Linked DNA regions of Zea mays: region 1 is linked to region 2. A link is a contact called in public Hi-C data. All regions are on one chromosome and are shown on one strand. The core of a region is the stretch at or near the end of the contact, and the rest is flanking DNA. Distances in the headings are between cores, read along the strand shown. Region 1 holds the start of LOC103631449 (signaling peptide TAXIMIN 1). Region 2 holds the start of LOC103630125 (heat shock 70 kDa protein 14).

What was found. A called contact is a pair of places that touch in the nucleus more often than the background predicts.
Region 1: a Hi-C map of tassel shows a contact between it and region 2, with 3 times the contacts expected there. The contact joins the promoter of LOC103631449 here to the promoter of LOC103630125 in region 2. A contact is called at or near these places in 3 of 25 Hi-C or Micro-C datasets (ear, leaf and tassel).

Annotation. Positions count from the first base shown.
Region 1 is chr6:142,037,828-142,043,205 of Zm-B73-REFERENCE-NAM-5.0, reverse strand. LOC103631449 (signaling peptide TAXIMIN 1) reads left to right here and starts at 1,438. Exons shown (of 3, transcript XM_008652360.4): 1 at 1,438-1,488; 2 at 1,842-2,110; 3 at 2,247-2,892. The coding sequence starts at 1,438. The coding sequence ends at 2,370. It overlaps LOC103630127 (hydroquinone glucosyltransferase), which reads left to right and starts at 5,006. Exons shown (of 1, transcript XM_008651213.4): 1 at 5,006-5,378. The coding sequence starts at 5,337. It also overlaps the pseudogene LOC103630128.
Region 2 is chr6:141,872,503-141,877,889 of Zm-B73-REFERENCE-NAM-5.0, reverse strand. It overlaps LOC103630125 (heat shock 70 kDa protein 14), which reads left to right and starts at 3,285. Exons shown (of 10, transcript XM_008651212.3): 1 at 3,285-3,854; 2 at 4,172-5,387. The coding sequence starts at 4,231.

The DNA of each region.
Region 1 (5,378 bases), core at 189-2,688, 170 kb before region 2:
ACAAGAGATTCAATTCCAAAATCATGGACAGTTGTGCAAGTTCATAATGAAAATAGCCGCACATATAGCAGTCAACAACTCAGCTCATTCTGAAGAAACCAATGGACACAAAACCTTGGGTAAGCACCTACCTGACCAAAACTCTAATTTGTCTTATGCAGGAACATATACTTCAGCACAAGTTCTGGAAGATCTCTCATCACACACAACCAGTCAGGAATGTAGTCTTCAGGAGGACCACCAATCCAATGTACCCCATCAACGAGCCATCTACCAACAACAAGGTACGTATTTTTACCACGCAGGAACAAACTCACAACAGAGGTAGACAACCAATCAGCGCATACACTTCGATACACTTTGGGCCGGAGCGGCCACGGCGCTACTTAATCCCAATTCCCAATCCCGGCATCACTGTCTGTGCCTGGGTCTATATGCTTTACAGATGCGGCTATTTCACCGGACACGGCGACATCCACCTGGGAGTTGTATTCATCAAACCCCACCACTCACCCCTGGGTTCAATTTTCAGAGCACAATCATGTAAGATTGAAAAGTAGGGCAGCTGCTAGCTCTAGATTTAAAGTAAATAGCTGAACCAGACAGAAGCATACGTTGGGCCCTGGCTTGTCTGTAATCAAGAAACTAAGTTTTAGTTATTGGGCTAAGATCCGGAGGAATTGTAACTGAAAGATCTCAGGCAAACGTGAGGGCTAACAAACTTGGGACAGAGAACAGAAGCAGTTGGTGTGGCGTCGCGCTCGCCCGCGGGCTTGGCCTCCAGCATCCACACCAGCCGCGGGACGGCGTCCGCGACCACGGCCTCCTGCCGCAGGCCGGCCTTGCCGCGTTGTCGCAGAACTCCGCGAGCGCCGGGCGACCTCGGCGTGGGTGGCGGACCAGTCGCTGCCCAGCGCGGCGGCCGCGTGCGTGAAGAATGGCTGCGTGAAGTCTCTAGGGTTTTTCATTTCAAGTTTCAGATGGGCCTTATAGAATTTAATGGATAGATGGGCCTCATACGGTAACCAAATAACTCAGCCCACGCAGGCTACCGCGCACGCAAATATAATGTACCATATTGGCCAGCCAAAGGTTGCGGTAGCAACTTATAAACCTTCCTGCTATAGAGGAAGCAGTCAGTTCGTGTAATCAGCTCTTCGTATTGTCAAGTTGTGTTGATTTTTTGCGCGAAGCGAGCGCGCGGATGGGGCGGGGTGAGGGCGCGGCTAGCACGAGGGTTTAATGTGGCGATGGACGATCCAGATTGAACAAAGGCAGAACAGCGATGGACGATCCAGATTGAACGAAGGCAGAACGGCAGGCTACCCTTACAGCCTTAATAAGTAGTAGAGATTAGCAAGGAGCACGGAACGAATCAAGCAAAAGCCAAGGAACAGGGGAGGCAAGGCTGCTGCCCGTGATGTGCTGCGGCTAGAGATGGCCAAATGGGCGTCACGGCACGGCCCGGCCCGGGCACGGCCAGGCACGGTTAGGGTACGACCTGTTTGGCCCGTTTAATATTAGTGCCGTACCGGCACGGCACTAGTACCTGAGGCCAGGCCCAAGCACGGCACTAAGCCTGCTTAGCCGTGCCGTGCCGGCCCGTTTAGCCCGTTTAGCACTATACCACAGAATTTTAGTCAAATATTCACAAACAGAGTTAAAACATACTAAAATAGTTAATATTGAACTGTTTAGTGCAATTGCTGACTCATTAAAAACCTATTTAGGTAAAAACTCACCCTTATGAGAAAACCCTAGATAAGAAAAAAGATTACAGCACACAGCTAACTAGTCGTGTTTGGATCTAATCATGCATAATCGTGCCTAACCGTGCCTAGGGTCTAATCGTGCCGTGCCCGTGCCGGCCCAGCGTGCCTGATGCTCGGCCCAGGCACGGCACTACCTATCAGGCCGTGCCGGCACGGGCCCGACACCAGCCGTGCCGTGCCGTGCTCCGGGCCGGCCCGATTAGCCCGGCACGGCTGGCCATCTATAGCTGCGGCGGCGACGGCCGCGAGTGCCGGCCGCTGGGTTGGCTGCTGGGGCTGCCGTTCGCGCTGCTCGCCGTCCTCGTCTCCGTCGTCGGCGCCATCATCTGGATCATCGGGCAAGTACCTTTCCTTACCGCGCCTTGACTGTTTTGCCTCTGCTTCCGTGTGGATTATTATTATTTACTCCCGGGCTCTCGGCGGCGACGATAACAACAACAACAACACGTACGCCCCTTGCTGTGATCCGTTCAGGCTGCCCATATCGTGCATCTGCCCGTGCTGCCTCTGCGTGACGGTGGTGCTGGAGGCGGCGGTGGAGCTCATCAAGGCGCCGCTGCACGTCATCACCTGGTTCACATCCAAGATACCCTGCTAGACAAGCAGTCGGAGGATGGTTTGTGAGCGATAGCCAACAAGGGGCAGCGCATGGACAGTTTACACAGGACACGGGGTTTCGGTGCAGACTAGAATCTGTCATGTTTCTTCGAGCTTCTGGATTGCCGTTTAACTTTTCAATATAGGTCAAAATAAAGAGTTGCAGTTGCACAGCTATTTTAAGAACGGTATAGAGGTATGGTAGATTTCATATAGGTCATGTTTGACAGGGTTCCGGCTTCTCGAGAACCCTGCCAAATGGTCACTTAAAGTTGGCTCTTTATATATGAAGTCTGAAGGAGCCAGAGCTGTTTGTATATATAGGAGTTGGTGATGCTGAAATATGGCTTCAGTCTCCTCACAAATCTAAAGATAGAGCAAATGGTGAGTATACAGCTGAAACTACCCGTCACCCAGCATAGGCGCACTGGAGCAGAGCAAATGAGTAAGACAAAAGAGAGGTTAACAATATAGATTTACAGGTTTGAACATCCGATTTTTTTTTTTTTTTTGAGCTCTGTGATTTTTAGTTGCGCGGCAAATGCTATATCAGACGTGGTTTGTTTTGAAACAAAAGAATACAAAGCCTGGGAGCTAGTTTACAAAAACATACAAAACATAGATCGAAAAAACAGAGATCGATGAAACAGATTTACTAAGGGTGTGTTTGCGACATGTATCTGACCGGCTCGGCTCGCTCGTGTGGTCCAGGCTGAAGCTAGCCGGTCCCAATTGCTGCAACATGTTTTGTTTGTGCACTTGTACCAAGTAAGTCTGGTCTATGTGAGCTGGTGTTTGCCACACGTAGACAGCCAGGCTAAGAGTCACTTTTGTTTCTTGGGAGCAACCATGAGCAGCTGATTTGCGCCACGAGGAGCTGAGCTCTAAAAAAACGGAGCCTGCCTTCGTTTCCTGGGAGCCAGGCTGAAGAGCCACTTTTGCACGCGCAGAACCGAGCTCCAAAGCAAGTCATGGCACACAAACACAGGTGTTGCATCCCGCGAGCATAGCCAGGCCGTCGGGCCAAGGTTGCAAACGTGCCCTAAATGATATAAAATAGAGAGACTAAAATTAGTCTCTAGAAACCAAACACCTTCTAAAGCAGAGTGAAAAAGTGAAAAACTAGTACTTCAAACACACCAATAGATCCTTGGACCTGTTTGCATTGTAGGAATACGGTTGAATCATATCGTCACAACTCCTTAAAGCAACAAATCAATTACAGTCATTGCTTCATCCTAGTGTGATTTAGGTGCTTACTTGTCATTTGGTATCAAATTCACACTCAATACTCAAACTTGGCTGGCTATACATCCGAGTCCTTCATCTTCTAATTAAAATACCTACTTTTTAGTTCCTGAACATAGCTGGATACTATATATAGTCTCATAACTTCTACAATACCTACTTTTTAGTCCCTGAACTTAGCAGGTCTATACCATATAGTCTCATAACTTATATTTTCATCCCTTGAACTTAGGTAGCTATGCCATTTGGGTGCTCAACTTACGATTAAAGTATCTATTTTTTGTTCCGATCTTGGTTTTGGAACTTATCCGGATCCTAAGGTGGTCTAACTCGCTATGTAGCCAACCAAGTTTTCGGACCAAATATTGGTATTTTATTAGTTGAGGGCGAGATGGCAACCAAGGTTAAGAAGCAGACGTCAATTTTACGCACTTTGTCACACCCGGATTTAATGGCAAATTCAGGTGCGTCTCAAATTCGTGATAGGATTAAGTCTCACACATATGATGACTAATGGTACAGAAATTAATATCACAACTTTATTATATAATAGAAGTTCTGTATAAAATAGCTTACTAAAATACATCATATGACGACAACGATCCTCTGTAACCATAGTTGACTGGGAGATGACGGTTTAGACCTATCTCCAACGTCACTAGTTTTATCCAGGTTGATAGATGCAGAATTAGGGATGACAACGGATCGGATTCAGATCGAATATTGCAAAAGTCCGTCCGCAACCACATGTGTGGTTGCAACCAATATGCACCCATGATCATACCCTGGGTAGAATTATATATCTATGTTCGTATCCATCAGATTTCGAACGGATTTCGGATATCCATCAGATATGACAGACATAATCATTTTCAAAAATTCAATAGTATAATTAATCAAATTTCTTTCCAATTCACCATCATACACAATTAAAAACTTAGCAAAAGAATTATTATAAGCATGCGAGCTATGGCCAAGGGCATTGGAGATTAGAAGGGGCAGCCACCAACTATGTTGTGCCCTATGTGACTTGGAAGGGGGGCATGTGACACATCGCAGTAAGCCAGCAAGAAGGACAACCAACGGTGGGAATTGTGAGCGTTAGACATAAGGTTTATGAAGTTAGGGTTTATTTTGTTGTGTAATATGGCTATGCCAAAAAATAAGCTATTGGTCGATTTCGGATAACTCGTGAGTGAGAGGTAATATCTTAATTCGTCCCATTCGACTTCAGGGCGGATACGAGTTTTACCCACAGGTCAAAAATTGTATCTATATCCAGCTCCGTTGGAACGGATATCCGACGAATATGTGAATCCAGCAATCAAATTGCCATGACTACGCAGAATCATACTAGACTCATTACACAAATTTGCATCGGTGAAAGCTAATAAGTTTGACTTAGGCAATTTGGAACCCGTCCTCAGTCCTCACTTATTTTGGTTGTGAAAGTGGAAGTTGCAAACATAACGCAAGCAATGATGTATACATCATTTGGATCTAGCAGGCAGGATAAAAGTTGATGACCGCCGAGCCCTCGAAGTGTCCAAGAAGTACACAACTGCGCAAGCACTCCACTTCAAGCTCCCACCTTCACCGGGGCACCATCGGTGGCGGACTGGCGGTGGGGCACACAAACCGTTCCTCCCGTGCTCGTCATCTCCCTTGTCTCTTCATCGTTCCTTCCGTCAGCCCGCACATCTCACCTGCGCGCGCGCCATGGGACCTGCGTGCAAAACCGCAGCGCGGCCGCGCGTGCTG
Region 2 (5,387 bases), core at 2,036-4,535:
TCTTTTTTAAATACTACTCCCTCCATCCAAAAATATAATTCAGGAATCTCGTTGATAATTATCTACTATTACACATTGTGCAAAGGTAGCAGGTGGGCTTTGGGAGAGATGTAGTATATATTTTTACTGTAACAAATATTGACATAAACACACATGTGGTATAGTGGTAGCTACGAGCACATTTGCTTGAGAGGTCGCAGGTTTGAATCCCATTGGAGCCACATTTGTGTTTTTTTTAATTTAATTTTAGCTAGCCGTGGGATGCACGTGGGAATGGGAATAGGATTTGCGAGGAGGGGGTAATGGGAATGGCAGAACACCCGCCTTAATAAGTAGTAGAGATTAGTTAAATAGGTGTGATTATGTGTTTGAATCTATTAAATATTTATTTGTGCATAATTTTATAGAGATGCATTAGACTATCTCTAGCAACTTACGCATTATAACTTATATTATACTTCTTTGTTTTTTTCAGTTTAGTTCAAATATAAACAAACATACGACGAGTATTGTTTTAGGTGTCTACTAGATATGTGCCCGTGCGTTGCCACGGAAGTAAAAAATATTATAAATAAAATATATATACGAAACGACAAGCATGGCGTATGCGGAGGGGAGGCAGGGGCACGGCGGGTGGGAGCCGCATGGCGCATTGCGTAGGTTTTTGCGATGGGGCGCACGGTGTGGTAGAGCCATCGTGGTGGAGGCGGTCATGGAGTCATTGGCGCAAATGTCATGGAGATGGAGCTACAATAGCAGTTTACGGAGGTTGCGGAGGTCGCGTGCGGAGGTTGGCTATCCGACGCAGGTGGGGGGGGGGGGGTTTCGTGGAGTCGGAGCTCCATGTGCGCGGAGTCGGCGTCGATGTCGCGGAGGTTTCGCGGAGACGGGGGCACGCGCAGAGAGGGGAGGCAGGGGCACGCGGTGTGTGCCCGTGCGTTGCAACGGGAGTATGCTGAGATGAGCATCGACACATATCTAATTGGATCTTATATTTCCTTGGGGTCTGGAGAAAGTTTACTCGTAAGCCAAATATGTTAAGACCTAGCATGTGTTACCCTTATGCTCCATCAGCACACTGTTCCGCGCTTGTATGAGTCTTGTTAATTTGCATGCCTCATGCATAGTCTCTCATGTCTCGGTAGCAGTATCAGATTCCTTCAACCGTGGTCAAACCAACTGAAAGATTACAGAATAGTGGGAAAACGAACTCACTATAAGTCGAGACCTTTTTGTTCTACACTTCTCCTTTACGTGAGCAACATATATATTATCTTATCATCAGCTGCTCTTACCACAACATGCTATCCAGAGTTCAAGACAACAACTCCAATAGAAATTTCAAATCCAAGAACAACAACCAGTGTAATGAGATATATGATATTGTAAAACTGACAATATAAACTGTTAAGAACAAATCTTTAAGACCTCCGGCTTTAATTCTTAAGAAATTAATAAAGAAAAAATATATATTAAATTTACACCAGAACATCTATGAAAATCATGATAAAAACAAACTTACAATTTTATACAGAGTTACATAAAATGCGTGACTTTAGCCTCGTTGAATCCTTTTTGTTTTCCATCTTTTTGTTTTCTTGACATCAGTTTGCTCATTGGGGAACATATATGTGGAATGATGATTAATGAATCTATATATTAATGTATTTTATCATAATATGTTGGCGCCATAATAACGTACAGGCATACACCTAGAGACACGCACTAATACTGGGAGTCAGAATATCAGATCCATCATGACCTTGAGTAACAGTGCATTAATATATGAAAAAATGTCCGTGAGTCGGTCTAGCACGCAGTATATAACAACGCGAATCGTTCAACAGAATTGCTGAGTTCATTCATGGAGTATATATGGACAGAACTCAGAGCAGACGCAGGTCTATGCCTGACTTGCCAACTCTTGAGAAAATGAGGCCAACGACATTCCTATTTGCCATAACTAACCTATGGACCTACCCAGCTAGATCAAATTGCCTACATAATCCAATAACCGTAGAGTATGGAACGTAGTATCTACCGAGAATTCGACGGAGATGAATGAAGGCATGACACCGAGCAGACGCCAGGGAACGTGCAGATCTACACACGGCCCGAGGGAAGGAGCTGCGGCGATGAAGAAAAAAAGGGGGGCAAATCCCACCTGCAGCGACGGCGACCGGGATCCAATCTAATCGAAGCAGAAGGGCAAGGCGAAGAGATGGGGCTTCGTTGGTAGGTGGGCTTACCCTTGCGTGCTCTCCTCGGCGGGGGCTTTTGACGGCTCCTTTAGGGCTTGTTCGGTTATTTTCAATCCATATGGATTGGAGGGGATCGATACGGATTGAGAGAGATTTTGACTTACTAGGGATTAAAACCCCCTCAATCCCCCTCAATCCATATGGATTGGGGTAGAACCGAACAAGCCCTTACCTGGCTGTCTGGCTCTCCTGGGGCAGAGCCGTAGAGGGCAGGGCAGCGCGAGGCGGGAGGCTCGTGAGCAGCGGCAATGGCCAGCGGGCATGAAAAGGCGCTCGTCCTTGGCCCCCTCCTCGCCTTCGGTGGTATAGATACGGGGGGCAGGGCAGGAGCGACGAGGCGTTCAGTGGTTTTTCTATTGCGCCCGACGAACCGACGGAGACCTACCTGGTCGATGATTTTCTATATTTCACCAGAACTGCCATAAACAGGCCGCTACGGGGAACTGGAACCCCATGCTGTGGGACTGGGACAGCCGCGCGCTCACCGCCAGGCCGTTGGCCGATGCGCTCCGCCTCGTCGGTGGCCAGCCCCAACCCTAGCATGCGGCCGAGGAGCACCGTTAGGGGGCCGGGGGAAGCGGCGCGCTGAAGCTCCAGCTCGGCCCGCGGGAAGGCTCCGCGGCCCCGACGGACGCCAGCCCGACGCCTCCCACGACGTCGCTGTCGCCGTCCCCGCCTGCTTCGGGGCAGGACCCGGTGGTCAGGTCGAGCAAGCGGTGGAGGAGACTGTTGCTGCGGTGGCGGCGGCGGAGCACAGATGGGGAGGAGTCCATTGGGGGACTGGAGGCTTTGGAAGCTCCGCGAGGACGGCGCGACGGGCGGAACGCACGAGGCGAGGAAGAGGACGGGGAGGAACACAGGGGGAAGGGGTTTGCGGGGGGAGGGGGGCACGGGCGGCCGCCATTGCCGGCTTACGGTCGGGTGGGGGAGGAGGAGCACGCGCAGAGAGGAGGGCGGGGGCAGTCTACACTAACATTTTAGGGAACGTATCTTGTGCTCACGCAATATCCGTGCTCATGTGAGCACTTTAAATCGTGAGTGTTTCTTCTTAATTCAACGATTAGTGCTTTTTATTCACTTAAGCCCTCCCACCTCAACGATGAGTGTTCCTAACCAGCAGCTTGATCGTTGGATTAAGAAGGAACACTCACGATTTAAAGTGCTCGTATGAGTACGTTCGTCGGGTGAGCACGAGATACGTAATAGTTAGTAGAGATGTGTACGATCTGCTCTAGAGGTAACCAGCAGGATTCCACGACCTCTGTTCGTACAGGAGTCCGGAAGAGCCCAGAACGTTCTATCGTGCGCCTGCGAACGTGGGCCCAACACGTCAGACGGAAGAATGAACAACATCTCTGGCAACTCCTAGAACGTTCACGGCCACACCCCGCACCACGGCGGCCCGCCCCGCCGCCCCCGGCCCTCGTACCCGGTGAGATATATCGCCGCCTTCCCTCGCGAAACCACTCGTGGAGACAACGACGACGAGTGACGACTACGACGCGAGAAGTCGAGGGGCAGCTTCGTGCTAGGACCGAGCTTCAGGAGGTCTCCAACGGCAACGGCCCCGCCCCGCGCCACCGCCCCCCGCAGGTACGATCCGATCCCTCCTCCGCCTTCTTTCTCCGCGCGAGAGCTCTATGCTCGTCTAAACCAGGCAGTTTTCTGTCTTTGAATTTTTTAGCGTTTTGAAATCGCGTTTTATATATGTTTCTCGAGATTTAGCCGAGGGCCGGGCTTTTGGGGTTCCTGAGGTTTTAGATTAGGTTGTGTCGCTTATCGATTGAAAAGCCGATTTCTTCTGTAGATTTTTCAATGGCCGAGGAGGACAAGGTTGACGTTTATATATTCCATGAATTATTGTGATGCCGCTGGCGTGCCTAACAGCTAGCTCTCGCTGCTGTTTGCAGGGACTGATTGCTATTAGAGATCTATTTGGTAGTGGTCAGCAGCTGAGGGTGAACCGAAGATGAGCGTTGTGGGATTCGACCTCGGCAATGAGAGCTGCATCGTGGCAGTCGCGCGGCAGCGCGGCATCGACGTGGTCCTCAACGAGGAGTCCAAGCGCGAGACCCCAGCCATCGTCTGCTTCGGGGACAAGCAGCGGTTTATCGGTACGGCCGGTGCCGCGTCCTCAACCATGAACCCCAGAAACTCCATCTCTCAGATCAAGCGCCTGCTCGGCCGCAAGTTCTCCGACCCGGAGGTGCAGAGCGATATCGCCTCCTTCCCGTTCCGTGTCACGGAGGGGCCCGATGGATTTCCCCTGGTCCATGTACGGTTCCTGGGTGAGGAGCGGACGTTCACCCCCACTCAGCTGCTTGCCATGGTGCTGTCCAATCTGAAGAGCATTGCCGAGGGGAACCTGAAGACTGCGGTTGTTGATTGCTGCATTGGCATCCCTGTGTACTTCACTGATTTGCAGCGCAGGGCTGTTCTTGATGCTGCTACTATTGCCGGCCTCCGGCCTTTGCGGCTATTCCATGAGACAACTGCCACGGCGTTGGCTTATGGCATTTATAAGACTGACCTCCCAGAGCATGACCAGCTAAACGTCGCGTTTGTTGATGTTGGTCATGCTAGCATGCAGGTCAGCATTGTCGGTTACAAGAAGGGACAGCTCAAGATGCTTTCACATGCATATGACCGTTCTCTTGGCGGCAGGGACTTCGATGAGGTCCTCTTCAAGCACTTTGTGGCAAAGTTCAAAGAAGAGTACAAGCTTGACGTCTACCAGAATGCCCGCGCATGCCTTAGGTTGCGTGTGGCGTGTGAGAAGATTAAGAAGGTGCTGAGTGCCAACCCAGAGGCTCCACTGAACATTGAGTGCTTGATGGATGAGAAGGATGTGAGAGGGTTTATTAGAAGGGACGAGTTTGAACACATCAGTGCACCTGTGCTGGAACGTGTCAAAGGACCCTTGGAGAAGGCCTTGACTGAAGCTGGCTTGACAACTGAAAATGTGCACATTGTTGAGGTTGTCGGATCTGGTTCTCGTGTTCCGGCCATAATCAAGATAATCACTGAATTTTTTGGGAAGGAGCCAAGGCGAACCATGAATGCAAGTGAGTGTGTTGCACGAGGATGTGCTCTTCAGTGTGCTATGCTCAGCCCCACTTTCAAAGT